Regions from separate parts of the Mus musculus genome. Here region 1 is linked to region 2. A link is a contact called in public Hi-C data. All regions are on one chromosome and are shown on one strand. The core of a region is the stretch at or near the end of the contact, and the rest is flanking DNA. Distances in the headings are between cores, read along the strand shown.

The links. A called contact is a pair of places that touch in the nucleus more often than the background predicts.
Region 1: a contact with region 2 is called in a Hi-C map of cerebellum, with 1.9 times the contacts expected there. The contact joins the promoter of Anks1b here to the enhancer-like site in region 2. A contact is called at or near these places in 6 of 484 Hi-C or Micro-C datasets (cerebellar granule neurons, cerebellum, cerebral cortex and 2 more), 3 of 115 datasets of contacts at active chromatin or transcription factors (embryonic stem cells and neural progenitor cells) and 1 of 9 other capture datasets (adipose tissue).

What each region holds. Positions count from the first base shown.
Region 1 is chr10:89,871,200-89,876,322 of GRCm38.p6, forward strand. Anks1b (ankyrin repeat and sterile alpha motif domain containing 1B) reads left to right here and starts at 2,310. Exons shown (of 27, transcript NM_001359241.1): 1 at 2,310-2,606. The coding sequence starts at 2,473.
Region 2 is chr10:89,825,420-89,830,226 of GRCm38.p6, forward strand. Gm46238 (keratin-associated protein 10-12-like) reads left to right here. Exons shown (of 2, transcript XM_017314187.1): 2 at 1-1,116. The coding sequence ends at 187. Among named protein-coding and RNA genes, the nearest start is that of Gm46238, 4.9 kb to the left of the region's middle. Within about 2 kb of position 1,667, at least 4 of the 459 cell types and tissues checked have an H3K27ac peak or open chromatin away from gene starts, as enhancers often do. A contact at or near this core is called in cerebellar granule neurons and cerebellum, where this site is marked.

The sequences.
Region 1 (5,123 bases), core at 1,060-3,559, 46 kb after region 2:
CTGACTCCACAGAAAAGTGAAATGCACACATGATAGTCTCATAGTCTACAGAAATTTTGTTGAGTACTGAAACAAAAAGTGTAGAAAGCATTTAGTACATATGGCTTCTGGCATGTGGTAACTGCTCATCAAATGTTTGTAAGAATTAATTTCTGTGTAATTTGCTATTCAATGGGGTCTCAGGTTGGGATCTGAATTAAGTCAGTTCTAGGATCCAGCTGTTAACTTTTTCCATTTATTTTAAAGATATATTTCTAATTCTGTGTGTGTATGTGGGTATGCACACATAATTGTCAGGCCTGTGGAGGCCAGACGATCTGGGTTCTCTACAGGTGGAGTTACACAAAGTTGTCAGCCACTCGATATGGGTGCTAGGAACAGAACTGATTCTCTGCAAGAGCAGGAAATACTCTTCTCAGGAAATACTATCTCTCAGACTATCTATCTATCTATCTATCTATTTATTTAATGGAAGCACACAGGTGTGTGTGTGTGTGTGTGTGTGTGTGTGTGTGTGTGTGTGTATGGAGACCAGAGGACAACTTGTGGGAGCTATTTTTCTCCTTTTTTTTTAAAAAAGATTTTTATTTATTTATATGTAAGTACACTGTAGCTGTCTTCAGACACTCCAGAGGGAGTCAGATGGTTGTGAACCTCCATGTGGTTGCTGGGATTTGAACTCTGTACCTTCGGAAGAGCAGTCGGGTGCTCTTGCCCACTGAGCCATCTCACCAGCCCCTATTTTTCTCCTTTTTACTATGAGGGCTGGGGAGACTGAACTCAGGTCTTCTGGCTTAGCACATTTACCTGCTGAGGCATCTTACTAGCTCCCAGGTCCAGTTTGTCAGCCAACGACTGTGTGGCATCTTGTCCCTTTCTGGACCTCTCCTTTAGTTCTAAAGTAATATACAGTAATAATATCCAGTTCGTTGGGTTGTTGTAAGCAAAATGACAATCACATCTTTTCCTATCAACTGACCACAAGCTGTCACAGGAAGTTTCAAAAGAAAATAAGCATGCGTTCTCTGCCACGAGCAAGGAAAACATCCAACAAAATCAAGGCAGTCATACACAATGAACTGCTGATGATATATGCAAATCAAAGCAGCTCTCTCATCCATGCCCATTTATATTTTTCCTAGGGTGGATGTGGAAGAATTTCCAATGAGAACCCTTTTTCTGGTATTTGCACAAGTCAGCAGCTCTCCAAAGCCCGAGTAAAATTCAGGCTGATTAAAGACCCTAAAAAACCTGCAAAAGTCACAAGGCATTCAGTGGTTCAGAAACTAGGATAAACCAAACCTCTTCAGCTTCTTCCAAGGACGGACATCTCAGACTCTCACCAGAGAGGTAAAGCAAGAGGATGAAATATCCTTCAAGTCCCCCGGACTGGGACAGAAACTGCAGCAAAAGCGCCTCTTCTCAGCACCTCGTTCTCCATCACCTCCTAGTGGAAGATTTTCCCCAAGTCTGGTTACTGACTCTGGGCTTCAGGCAGAGAAGGCGCCTCAGCAGCTAGCGGGGTGATCTCCAGTACTCACACAGTTAAACCTCTTCAGAGACGGGAGAAGGGAGCAGAAGCGGGGTGGGGGGTGGGGGGAGAAGAGAGAGGAGGGAGAGGGAGCAAAGAGCGGGGAAGGAGGGAGGAGAGCGGAGGGAGCACGGAGGAGGGAGCAAGGAGGACCCCGCCCACTGGCACAGAACTGCACCCCCCCCCCAACCCCCCGCCCGCCCCACGGTCGGCCCCGGGCCGCACCTGCCGCGCGCACACGCCCCCCGCGCGCCGAGCCTCCGAGCCGCCGCCGCCGCCGCCGCCCTCCGCACGCACCCGCCGCGGCTCGTCCGCACAGCCCAGCCTCGGCGCGGGCCGCAGCCACCCCAGCCGCGGGCCGCGGCCGTCGTCCCCGTGTAAGCCCCGAGCCCGCCGGGCGCGGAACCCAGGTGGATCCAGGCTGGGCGTTTGTACGCACGGGCCTCCGCTGCCGTGGTTCGATACCCTCTAGCTCTGGGGAGGACGCGCTCGACTCGCTCCCTCCTCATCAGCCTCAGAGCGCTCCTTGAGCTCCTCAGTGCCGGAGCATCCTCCCCGCTGCTCAGCATCCTCCTGTCAGCGCCGGAGCATCCTGCTCAGGGCTCGGCGTTCTCTGAGCTCAGCATCCTCCTTCCGTTCCTCGGCAGCGCCCGGGCCCGGTCCCCACCCGCTCGCACCCCACCCGCGGGAAGGAGGCCTCGGGAATGCAGGGGAGTGGCTGTGGGGGCGCGTCGCCGCTTGGCCAGCCCCTCTGCCCAAACACAGGCTGCTCCCCATTGTAGAAGCTGCGCGGAGAGAAGGAGGACGGCGTGCTGCTCCCTGCGCGGGGCTGCAGGGAATAAGCCCGGGCATCCTTATAGGGTGGGGCGGGGAGGGCCCTGGCTTTTGGGGAGTGGACCTGGAGCAGGGAAAGGACTCTGTAGCGGACTCGGTGAGAGACTATGGGGAAGGACCAGGAGCTGCTGGAAGCTGCTCGTACTGGCAATGTGGCTCTGGTGGAGAAACTCCTATCTGGCAGGAAAGGAGGGATCCTGGGTGGTGGATCCGGACCTCTGCCCCTGTCTAATCTGCTAAGGTAAGAACTGGCACTCACTGCGGGCTCGGGGTGGTGGTGGTGGTATGCACACCCCTCGTTAGCATTGTGATGGGTACGTTCTCTCCTCAGGGTATATTGCACCTGGAGGTGTCAGCGATTCATTCTTAAATTAGACAGGAAAACAGACCGTGTGTGTGAAGAGGAGGCAAGAGCCTCCCAGTTAGACCGATGCTTTAGACTCTTGGAGTAATTTTAAAATAGCTTTTCCATCAATGCGTCAATCAGCTACTTTTCTCTAAACCGTGGTGCAGAACTTGTACATGTACTGGTGTTGCTAGAAGGAAATCGGCATGCCTGGTACTGTTTGTGTTTGCAGCTGTGAAAGCCCACCCCCTACTATTTGGCTATTTAAATGAGAAGCTTGTTGGATGCTTGCAGTTATCCTGCGAAAGCCACCGACTCCCTGGATTGCTGCTTCCTTCTTGGGCAGAAAGCATCAGCAGTGGGTAACGATCCCACAAAAACAAAGCCAGGGAACCTTCTGAGATGTCAATCAGGAGTGTGTAAAACTTGATGAGGCAGGTTGGGCAGCTTTAGTTTACTTTCAGTTTCCCAGACACAGCTGAGGGAAACATCCGGCTTGGGAAAGCGTGTGTGGAATAAATACAGCAGAGGCCTTTTAATGTTAACATGTTGCAGGTGAGACGAATATTAGTTCTCAAAGGTTCTTTCTAAGGTGACATTAAAAAAAGTCAAAGTCTTTATTCACCATACTAGAGAGAGCTAGAGAGAGCAGGGTTTGTCTGCATGTTTGAGAAACTATTAAAAGTTGAATTGAACAAATGAAATCTCTTAGGAGGCAGGAAGCCTGAAGAGCACTCAATGAAATTCAAGGAAAGCTCTTTAGTTCTCAAGTCGTGATTGTTCAGTGTGTCTTGTGTATTTTTGGAGGCATCTATCATCATACATAACTCTATCTTAAAACATCTCTTAATGGCAACTTAATGATACTTGTAAAAAAAATTAAAAGCTGGAGTGGTTTTCTTGCTTAAAAATATTTTGTATTACTTTTTATAAAAAATAAAAATAATTACACTTACTTGGTGTGTGTGTGTGTGTGCGTGTGTGTGCACGCTGTGCATGCCATCTACCCCATTCAGAAAGCAGAGGGCAACTTGTGAGAGCCTGTTTTCTCCCTCTATCATGCAGATTCAGGAAGTGGTACTCAAGTTCTCAGGTTTGAGAGCAAGCAAGCATCTTTATCCACTCAACTAGTGCAAGGCTGTGACCCTTTAATACAGTTCCTCATGTTGTGGTGACTCCCAACCACAAAATTATTTTTGTTGCTACTTTATAACTGTCATTTTGCTACTGTTATGAATTGCAAGGTAAATATCTGTGTTTCCTGGTAGTCTTAGGTGATCCCTATGAAAGGGTCTTTTGACCCTCAAAGAGATTGCAAGCCCTGGGGTTGAGAACGGCTGCTCTGACCTTTTGTGCTGATGTCCTTATGTGTTTGATACAAACTTATGCATGAAAATATTGTGGCATGGACACAGGTTCTCATAGGTTGTGATCAGATGGTGCAATTAATTATAATACTGCCTCTAGGGGGGAAGAAAAAGGTTATATTACAGTGAAATGAACATACCTGAAAAAGGGCAAGATTTAAAGAGCCATGTACTATTACATATACTTGGTGACAGTGACACTATTGGAATAATATTTCATTGCAGAACAGTGGTTATGTATAGAAGCTCTGCCCCCAGTGGGTCTTAGAAAACATAACTCTTCCGCGTGCTGTCTTCCATTTTCAAACACAACTAGATAATATATGTATTTTAGACATCAGTTTTGGTATTTACCTGTAGATTATAGAAAAGTTTAGTTACAATTTTTAGTTAGAAGTGAACTAGTTGTATTTGCAACAGAATCAATGATTATAAAAATGATAATGGATGTATGCTAAAACAAGTTCCTCAAAGATTAAAAATTAATCATTTTGGAAAATAGAGAATTCATTAGCAATGAGAGGTTTAGTTAATATCACTGACACGAATTGAGACAAATGATATTTTTTTTGGATAGGCCTTTCTCAGTTGTTTTATCTTTGAAACAGAAGTAGTTGACAAGTTTTAGGGTTAAGGTGGCACATGCCTTTAATCCCAGCACTTGGGAGGCAGAGGCAGGCGGATCTGAGTTCAAGGCCAGTCGGGGCTATACAGAGAAATCCTGTCTCAAAAAACCAAAAGAAGAAGAAGAAGAAAAAAGACATCAAGTATTTAATGTTAGTAAATATTTAAGCCATGAAAGCATGGGCCACAGTGTTCTTCTGCAATGAGTTTCTTTATTACTGGCTGTGTTGAATGGCCCTGGTAGTTCTACAGGAGCCTACATGGAAAACGATGTATTCACGAGGGCAGTTTGAGTCAACTGCTGCAAAAATCACAGAGATCACCAGTACCTTTCAGGCTTGCATTTACTTATCTCACACTGACTTAACCACTATAACATGTCTTGGAAGAAAATAGTTACTGGAATGGTGTTCAGGTGATC
Region 2 (4,807 bases), core at 417-2,916:
GTGTCCAGCCCTGGTCCCATCTGTGTCCAGCCCTGGTCCCATCTGTGTCCATGTGTGTCCAGCCCTGGTCCCATCTGTGCAGTGTGTGTCCAGCCCTGGTCCCATCTGTGTCCATGTGTGTCCAGCTCTGGTCCCATCTGTGCAGTGTCTGTTCAATCCTGGTTCCATCTGTGCAGTGTGTGTCTAATCCTGGTCCAGAGCCGCTCACCTAGATTCTACCAGGACACACATGTACTGTTTCCCTCACCGAGTCCTTAGGTTTCACTTTGTAAACAACTTTGTCTGCTTCATTTCTCACCAGAGCGGCCATCACCAACTTTATTCTGCATTGCTACAGTTGTCTCCTAACTGGCCTGCTTGTAGTGATTCTGATTCTCCTTGGTCTCCTGGTCTTTAAACAGAGCTCTCTCCACCATCTGATAATGTTTTTATTAATTCTTTGGTAATTTAATTCTATGTACTTTGATAATACACATGCCCTCCCCAACTCCCAGTTCTTTCCCCACCACGCTACCCACCCAACTTTATGATCTCCACCCATCAAATCCAGTTTGTGTTGGCCAGCTGCTCCTGGATGTGGTCAGTATACCAGGGTCACATCATTAAAGAAACCTGACTTTCCTATAGCCAATCAAATGCCTTGTCATAGCTTGTCAGCTTGGGGTGGGACAATGGTGCCACTTTACTCTTCCATGCTGGAGTTCTGTCTGGCTAGAGCATGTATAAATCTAATAATAGCCAACTAGATGCCATGTGTGGCCTTGTAAGCAACTTTAACCAAAGCTGTTCTAGTCCCTAGAATAAACATCCTTTAGTAACTCTTCATTGCTGTTGCTCGAAGTCTACCTCATGTGTAATTACTGTTTCCAGTAAGTTGATTCTCACCATGCAAGGGGTTAAATCTGGTACACACACACACACACACACACACACACCTACACACACCTCTTTTTTGTTGTTGTTTTGAGCACACACACACCTCTTAAAAACACACCTAAAGTAGAGATTAGCACTTATTGTTACTAGTGAGCCTTTTTTATTTTTTAAGCATGTTTTACTTTGTCCTCTGTCCTCATTACCCTGTTCTAAGCATGAAATAAAAACTTGGTTGACGCATGTTTCAGGGGTTTGAAATATATGTCCTTCCTCGTTGCCTGGCTAATTCCTGTTTGTCTCTCAGATCTTAGCCCCTCCATCCTTTCTTAAGGGAAACATTCCATGATTCCTTAAGACCAGCTGTTCTGCCTTCCCACTTGATCACAAATCTCTGCTGCTGTAGCCTCTGTGATTTTAGACATGTCTGTCTGATTAGCGTCTGACCTACTAGATGGTAAGCTGCATGAGGACAGGAGGGTTTTGTCATTGTTATTAAACTTTGCATTTCTTGGGCCTTATGCAGTGCTGGCCGTCGCACATTAAGTGAGATGTGAGGAGAGGTTTCAGGATTGCCTTTTCCTTGGCTGGATGTCAGGGAGATGGGACAAGGACAGAAAGGTGGTTAGTTATTAGAAGTGGATATGAGGGCTTTTTGTCCACAGTGGAGAAAGTGTGACACAGCATTGTGGGAGTGTGGGCCACACTGCCCTCAGCTTGTAGGGTATTTGAGTTTCTGGCTGACTTGTCACAAGGTGGAAAACCAGCACATTCCTCTGCTACTCAGAGTGTCATCTGGCATCTGTGGTGACATATGGTGGTACGGCTGTTGAGAGCTGCCAATCCCATTTGCTAAACAGAGTGCAAATAGTCCAGGGAGCAGCGTCGGAAATGCTTTCTCTCTGGGAAAAGTGGCTGACACTCCAAATTTCAGTTGTGCCTAATTCCTTAAAGCCCAAATAATCTTTTCTTTTATCTTATCCTTAGAGGCACTATGTTCTCTCCCTCTCCCTCTCCCTCTCCCTCTCCCTCTCCCTCTCCCTCTCCCTCTCCCTCTCCCTCTCCCTCTCCCTCTCTCTCTCTCTCTCTGTCTCTCTGTGTGTACATGTACTTATGCTTATGCATGTATGGAAGCTGGAGATTGATGTTGGCTGCCCTCTCGGATTACCCCCTCACACCTTAGTTTTGGAGATAGAGTCTCTCACTGAATTGGTTTGTCTAGGCTGGCCAGTGAACTCCAGAGATCCACCTGTTTTCCTAGCACTATGGTTACATACATGTGATTACATACTTGTGACATCATTCCTGACCTTTAAAATATTGTTTTTATTTGTTCTTCTTTACAACACATCCCAAGCACAGCTTCCACTCCTCCCAGTTCTCCCTTCCCTTTTCCCCTTTCTCCCCCCCCCAACTCCCCCAGAAATGAGCAAGCCTCCCAGAGACATCATCTGAGCACAGCATGAGATGCCATAGCACCAGGCACAAACCCTCACATCAAGGCTGGGCAAGGCAACCTAGTAGGAGGAGGAAAAGGGCCCCCGAAGCAGGCAAAAGAGTCAGAGACACCCCAATTCCCATAGTCAGGAGTCTCCCAAACACCAAGCCAACAACCGGAACGTACATGCAGAGGACCTAGTATATAGACCCACGCAAACTCTGCACTTGCCGATCTAGTCTGTGAGCCATGCCTGGCTTTCTTGACCTGGGTCCTAGAGCTCCAAACTCAGCTTCCCATGCCTTTGTGGCAAATACTTTATCAACTGAGCCATCTCCCTAGCCCAACAGGCAAGTTTAACAAACTTGTATTTGCAGTTATGTGTGTCTGTGTGTGGATATGTGCATGTGAGTGTAGGTGCCTACAGAAGCCGCAAGCATTTGGTCCCCTGAAGCTGGAATGAGAGCTGATTGGGAGCCACCTAACGTGAGTGCTGGGAGTCAAGCTCTGGTTCTAGAAGACCAGTATGTGCTCTTAACTACTGAGCCACTTTTCTAGTTTTTAACATTTTAATGTTTCTTTTCAAATACTAAGTAATGTTTTTAAACCATCAGTTTATTGAATTATATTTGATATATTTTGTTTGGTTCTTGAGCAGTCCAAAGTTAACATGATGTAAAATGGAAGCATGATGGTTTTTTAGAAACTATTAGATGCAGTCTAATGAATTACCATGATGTATAGGGAAATCCGTATAAATGTTGAAACATTGAAATTAGCACCTATGTGGCCAGTGAGATGGCTGTGCGTGAATCTTGTCAGCTTCAGGGACTTCCTGAAACTATTTTGACCTGGTTACCTGTCTTAAAGATCTTCCTTGGTGGATGGAGTGTTTCAATCTAGGAAGAAGTGTCTATATAACAGAGGGGAACAAGTCCCAGGAGTTGACACAATTCTGCCTTGAGAAGCCTGTGCAGCATGGCTGCTTTCCCCTTACCCACTACAAATGAATGTAAACCAGAACGAAAGCCTTAGGCTGTCAACCAGAAAGTCAGGGGGGGAAGCACAGTCTGCTAAACATCCAGACCATTTAAAACGGTCCTACCGATGAGGATGAGGGCTGTCGTGGGATGTGACGCTCTCAGTACTCTACACACGTTTCTAACATCTGTGTGGCAGGCAGGGTCTGAGGAGCGCCAGCTCTCCCTCCTTGTGTGGATTCAATGTAGAGGAGGGGCAAATGGATAACTTCAGTATGTTCTGAGAAAGTAAATCTGTGTAATCCAGTCTTGGAGACTAAAGACCTCTTAGAAGATGACACTGGACCTGAAGTCTGGAAAGCGCCACCTGCAAGTCGGGAGGTGTGAGGCAGAACTAAGAGACAGGCTATGTGGCTGGATCCAGGAGCTGCAGTTGATGTCCAGATAATTCTTTTAGGGTCTTCAACGAGTATTTTTACTTGGGTTTCAAATGTCCACCATGTATAATTTGTGTGATTTATAACCATTCAAGGTCATTTCTACTGAGTCAAGTTTCCTAAATATACATATGTATGGTTTATACATGTACATTTGTAGGGTTTTTTAAAAAGTTTACTATATCTTTATTTCATTTGGGGGGGTGTTCAGTAATTATGGTAATTAGGACAGAAGTCAGCACATTTTTTTTCTGCAAAGGGTAAGGGTATATATTTTGTGGTCTCTGTTGCAGGCACCCATCTCTGCCATAACATTGAAGTCAGCTATCAGCAACATGTAAATGAGTGGCTATACTGTGTTCCATAAAACTAGCTACAGATAGGCAGAAGGCATCATCTACCACGCTGGAAACATGCTTTTCCAGTCCCAGGGGGGCTTACACCCAGAACTAGGAAAGTCAGTTTCCCATCATCCTTACCGATCCTTTATATGAAGGCCATGGCCAGAGATGGTCTGAGGCAATGATCTATAAATACATGATTTTGTTAGCTTATCGACCTAGCCTAGTGGTTCTTATCGTTCCTAACGCTGTGACAGTTGTAATGTGTGCAGTTCTTCATGTTGCGATGACCCCCAACCATAAGACTTTTCATTTCTACTTTATAACTAAGTTTGCTACTGTTGTGAATCATAATGTAAATAATTGATATGCAGCCCCTATGAAAGTCCTTTAGCTCTCAAAGGGGTCAGGACCCACAGGTTGAGAAGCACTGACCTACCTAGTCAGAGCTGCATTTCTGTGTGCCTGAGATCTACGCAGATTCACCATGGATCTGCGTCCACTCGTCCCCTTGATGATCATATTACAGTAGCCCCCAATGAAAACGCAGCTCTCACCTCCAAGGAAATAAGAGTTTGTTCTGGAGCCAAATTAGAGCAACTATGGCCTGGGAACACAGATTCAGGTTGCCCCAAATGCTGTGTTCCAACATGGGGACTGAAGTTTTTATAGCAAAAGGACAAAAAGTCCTCACTTGGGGCACTTTCCAAATACGTTGCTGGAGACCTCATATACACA